Linked DNA regions of Sus scrofa: region 2 is linked to region 1. Evidence: chromatin contacts called from public HiChIP or PLAC-seq data. All regions are on one chromosome and are shown on one strand. The core of a region is the stretch at or near the end of the contact, and the rest is flanking DNA. Distances in the headings are between cores, read along the strand shown. Region 1 has its middle 380 kb from the start of NTNG1. Region 2 overlaps NTNG1 (netrin-G1).

Evidence for each region. HiChIP or PLAC-seq counts read pairs in DNA pulled down with a chosen protein or histone mark.
Region 2: a contact with region 1 is called in an H3K27ac HiChIP or PLAC-seq map of skeletal muscle, with 4 times the contacts expected there. The contact joins two enhancer-like sites. A contact is called at or near these places in 9 of 47 Hi-C or Micro-C datasets (embryonic fibroblasts, epiblast stem cells, fetal heart ventricle and 4 more) and 1 of 2 datasets of contacts at active chromatin or transcription factors (skeletal muscle).

The regions. Positions count from the first base shown.
Region 1 is chr4:112,234,570-112,237,279 of Sscrofa11.1, forward strand. No RefSeq gene overlaps it. Among named protein-coding and RNA genes, the nearest start is that of NTNG1, 380 kb to the right of the region's middle. Within about 2 kb of position 1,417, at least 2 of the 83 cell types and tissues checked have an H3K27ac peak or open chromatin away from gene starts, as enhancers often do. A contact at or near this core is called in skeletal muscle, where this site is marked.
Region 2 is chr4:112,331,819-112,334,572 of Sscrofa11.1, forward strand. It overlaps NTNG1 (netrin-G1), which reads right to left. Exons shown (of 8, transcript XM_021090114.1): 7 at 1,457-1,591. Among named protein-coding and RNA genes, the nearest start is that of NTNG1, 280 kb to the right of the region's middle. Within about 2 kb of position 1,458, at least 4 of the 83 cell types and tissues checked have an H3K27ac peak or open chromatin away from gene starts, as enhancers often do. A contact at or near this core is called in skeletal muscle, where this site is marked.

The DNA.
Region 1 (2,710 bases), core at 167-2,666:
TGGTTCTAACAGCAAAAACAAACAAACCAAAAACTGGAAAACAATTCATACCCAACAAAAGGGGATTATTACATAAATCACAGTGTACCCACAAATAGAATATTGTACAGTTACTAAAACCAGCAATTATGGATAATTTATAGCAGCTTAGAAAAAAGCTTTGCCACTTAAACAACAAAATTAAAAAATCTATTTATGCTGTGACTACAATTTTGTAAAAAAATGATCATACGAAAAACACTCCTAGAAGGGGCACTGGAGTAAACAGAGTTGATTTGCTGAATGATGCTGATTTTTAAAAAATTTTGTTAAAATGCCATTTGTACACTGAGCATGTAAATAAGTAAGAGAAATGTGGTTTTGTTTTTGGAGCAAGTTTCCATTTTAGATCATACAGGCACCACCATCTTGCTGAACTGGAGACAAGGAGTCCCTCACGTGTGCATGGCTGAGTGGACGTTGTCAGCAAGGACCTCATCTCCCAGGTCAGCCCACAGTTCCTCATGAGTCTCACTTCTAAACATGCCCTGTGTCTCCATTTTAAAAAAAAAAAAGCAGAGCTCCTGAGAACTCATGTGAGTCTCCACTGGGTTCCCACAGGTATGGTTCTTTGGGGTCAATCCTCTTTCTTCCCAATGGCTTTCCAGTTTCTGGAGACTAGGGAACCACACTCAATGGATCTCTTCCCATCCTTTTCCTCTTGCCTCAGGGCCAAATGTCTGACCCAGGTTCGCCTTTGTTTTGTTCACTGTTTTCATCATCTCTTCATCAAAATCTCCCCAATGAATATTTGCATATGTTCATAAAGATGAAATGCCAGCGGTTTCCAAAGGCAGGGTGCCCTGAAGATACTGGATGCCCATTGTTGCCGTTCTTATCTATTCAATCCACGCCCTTTGCAGGCTGCAGGGGGATGGGAGGGCTTTTGCTCACAGAGGAATCTTGTGTGATGTCAGTACCAGCAACAGCTGAGCCAAAATGCAAACCTCCTGGGTCAGATATCATCCCGAAATAGGTTGTGAGCAAGGTTGCTGTACTGGCAGACTCCTTCGTCAAAAAAAAAAAAAAAAAAAAAAAAAAAAAAAAGCAGCAGCTATGCCTGGGAACTAGTATGGAAAATAAACTCCAGTGGCAATGTATAGTGAGGACAGATTTCATGCTTTTGAAATAAGCTGGGCTATGTGGCAAAGAAATCAATGCCAATGAAATAATGGAACATAAGCCCTTAGAGGTAAAAGAGCGCTCTTCATTCTGGGAGGAAAAAAACCAAAAGCAAGCAAAAATGGATTTAAAATGTCCTTGTCTTGGGTTTATGACAAATGGAGAAAGAAGCAGATTGGCTGGTTGGGCTCACTGGGAAGAGAGAAAAGGGCTGAATATTCGGTTGCGCCCTCTCCTCGCTAGGGGGCAGCCACAGGACAGGTGCGGCGAATGTGAGCGGCGTGGCCAGCAAGAGGGGCACAACAATGGGGCCAGGCGGAGCCTGCGGAGAGCAGACTTCCTGTCTCAGCTCCTCTCTCTCCCGAGCAGGGGGTGAATGCAGGTCTCCCTAGGATGCGATGTTCTCATGGGAGATGGTCAAAATGAGACTCTCCAGTGTTGAGCGCTCTCATGTCTGTAAAGATTGACGGCAAAGCCCTCACGTAATAGCTGCCTAGGTGCATGATTACTGTTGGCAAAAGGATGGCTTGGCGTCTTTATAAATGGTCCCTAGCCTTGTTATATTTTTAACTTTTAATTTTGAAATCATTTGAGATCTACAGAAGAGATGCAAAGATAGTTCCCATATCCCTTTCCCCTCACACGTGACACAGTCCTGGTAGCTTTTTCAAAACACAGACATTCCCATTGGGACAGATTTTATTCACATTCCACTACTGCTTCCACTACTGTCCTTTTCCTGCTCCAGGATCCTGTTCAGGATGCCGCCTCGCATTCAGCGGGCTGGTTTTTCCAACCTGTGATATTTTCTTAGCCACTCCTTGCTCTTGACAATCTGTACGCTTTCGAAGAGTACGGGTCAGATATTTCCTGGCATGTTCGTCAATTCGTGTTTGTCTGACTGGGGTTGGGGATTTTAGAGAAGAATGCGGCTGCGGCGAAGTGACCGTCCCGTCACCTGCCACCACCATGACGTCACCCTGATGTTCACCTTGACTTGGTAACGGTGGTACCTTCCAGGTCTCTCCACCATAAAGTTACTGTTCTTCCCTTTCCCTCACTTTTTCTTTGAAGAGAGACACTAACTCCAGCCCACACCTGGCGGGGGGTGGGGGGGGTTAGGAGGCGTATGAAAATATTTGCACGCATGTACTTAAGCCGCCACAGAAATTATTTTGGGAAGGAGAGTTACTTTGATGCCAACTAGTTTTATTATTTTAAAATTAAATCTACTCCCCTCATCAAAAAAGTGAGAGCAGAAAACCCAGTCTCACCAATCTCAGACAAAAACCCAAATCTCATTATTCACTGTGTGTGTTTACTATCTGGTAAACACAATTACATTTGGATGTTGGGAACATACTTTCATGTGGGTTATATTTAGGAAGGCCACAGAGTGTGACATGACCTGTTCATTGTCCAGCCCCTGCCAAGGATGGGTGCTTAAGATCATCACCCTTACCCAAGGTTTAAAACTGTATGGGCTTCTGATTAAGAGCCATAGGACAGGGTGAAAATGAGTGAGATCGAGGTCGTAGGTGCTGAGATG
Region 2 (2,754 bases), core at 208-2,707, 97 kb after region 1:
CAAACCATGGCCTTATCAAGAACGTGTGTGGGCAGAACTGCTGCCTGACTTCTATTTGACTCTTTTAATGCTCCTCTTTAGCATGACTGGAGGCGCCCCCCCTCTAGCCTCTAGATTTCACCCTAACCTTGGTCTGCTCAATAGCAAATCTCTCAATTACCAATGCAGTTTACTGCTGCCCATGGCATTTGTATGGAGTAAATTTCACTCTGACTTTATAACACGTAGAAGTTGTAGCCTCCAGATAACTATACATTCCATAAGTAGCAGGTAAAATATTCTGTACAGCCTTGGTAGAAATTGGCTTTAGATAGTTCTTGCTTGCTGACATTTGTTTCAAGTGAAAAGTAAGCAAAAAACCTCTAGAGCTGTGCTGTTCAATATGGCAGACATATGTGTCTATTAAGCCGTGCAATATGGCTAGTCCTAATTGAGATGTTCTGTAAGCATTAAACATCTGATTTCAAAGACAGTAGGAAAAATGTAAATATATCTTTAATAATTTTAACATTGATTCTAGGTTGAGATGATAATATTTCAGGGCTTTTTTGGGGATTACATAAGTTGCTAAAAACACAGTTCTATTTATTTTTACTGTTTAATGTAACAAAACATTTAGTTATGTGTGTGGCTTGCGTGATTTTTCTATTGAGCTGCGCTGCTCCAGAGGATCTGCCTGGTGGCTCTTTAATATTACTAAACTGACTGTGTACAAGATAGAATGGAAAATTAGTGCAGAATTAAAAATCAGAAAAGGTTATGAATGACAGAAGGAAGTTTCTGCTCAGATTTTTAAAATTCTGTTCTCTGAATACAGCAACATGCCACCTGCCTTGACAAGCTCTTAAGAATGTCTGATAATCCTCAGAGAAATGAGGCTGAACCAAATGGCATCGTCTAAAGCTCACTGCACGGGTGCCTAACCTCGGAGGCTTAAAATCAATATTGATTTTCATCATTTATTTTATCCTGGCATTTAAATATCCCTTAGATTTATTACCTTTAGGTTTCTGGTTCAGATTCAGTGATGGGTATGATACAAGGGTGGGAATAAGTTATGTAGATATCATTTAATTTATGAACTCCGGAGCTCCAGGGTAGTTTAAGAAATATATTAACCACATACACATCACCCTTCATTTTGCAGTAAGGATTTCCAAGCTGGGTCCCTATTGTGCCATTTAATTTATGTCTGGCCAGGTCCACGGAACTGCATACAATATTTCAATATAAGTTGCTTCAGCCATCAGAGGGAACGAAGATGGGCTTCAAAGGAGCCAGCTGGACAGCTGATGGATTCCTCTCTCTCCTCTACATAGGCTGGGGCATTAAGTAGTTTTTAAAGCTTGTCAGCGGTTTGGGTCTTTTTCTGCTCTGAGAGGCTGCACACACCGGCCTAAACAAGCAGAATCAGCCATGCTGCAGCAGGCAGAGGGCAGCTCCCAGAGTTACTTACGTTGACAGCCGTAGTGCCAGGAATTTCCTGGCAGACACTCATCACACTTAGGCCCTGTCGTTCCAGTCTTACACTCACAAAATCCTGAGCCATTACAACGATCATGGACTGAGCCCAAAGGGTTACAATAACACTCTGTAGAAACAAGACAACACACAGGCTGGAGACAAGTCCGCATGGCTTATTAGTTATCAACACAGGATCGTCACTTACTTAAATGCATCACTTACATAAAGAGAGATGTCCACTAATGAAATGCTTTGGCAAATATGGCTATTTCAGGTCCATTTATTTATTTGCTCAGGCTTTCGTAATATCATTTTTATGTTTTGGGAGGAAATCAAATGAAAACTTCCAAGGACATAAAATATCATGCTCTTCACTGCTAACAGATTGTAACAGAGTTTCCATTTGTTAGGGCGTTTTTAGGTGGTTTAATGAACGCCATGAGAAGTTTGTATATTGAGGATAAATCAATGTGCCATCAGCGTAAAAATCTGTTTTAAATTATTCAAACGAGCTTATCTGTTACACTCAATATTTGAGAACTGCTGAACATCGTTGAAGTGCAGTATGATGCACTTTGTTCATTCAAAGGTAGCTTTATGTTAAGATTTGGGATGGCACTTTATATATATATTTATACTATGTTGTGATGAGCCTTTAGATATTGTATCTGCTAGGCATGTTAGAGTAGCTTTCATGCAACCTAAATTAACAATCATGAAAGAAAAATGAATTTTATAATCCTAAATAAATTTCAACATAGGCATAATGTGAGACTTGTATTTTTCATTACAATGTCTATGGACAGAACAATATAACTTTGTGTAATAAAAAGTAAGTGGAATATTTTCTTGATTCCTCACCCATTATTATGCAGGATATTTTTATTTCTGAAGCTCTGTTTTGCTTAAAGGCTGAATCAGAAATGAGAATTCTTCAGGCTTCTATTAGCTTGAAAGGTAACAGCAGCTAGTTTGTAGCTTTTGGAATTCATAAGCCAAAATTCCTTTCTTTGTAATCCCACTGTATAATCTTGGACAAGTTACTATATACCTCTATCTCTTCATTTCCTTTATTTTGAAATGGTCCCATTAAGGACTTCCCTGGTGGCCTATCAGTTAAGGACCTGGCATTATCACTGCTGTAGCTCAGGTCACTGCTGTGGTATGGGTTCAATCCCTGGCCCAGAAACTTCCACATGCCACAGGTGTGGCCAGAAAACAGATACATAAATAAAATGGTCTCATTAAGAGGTTTTTGTGTTAAACACCAAATAAAATCACACTAAGCAA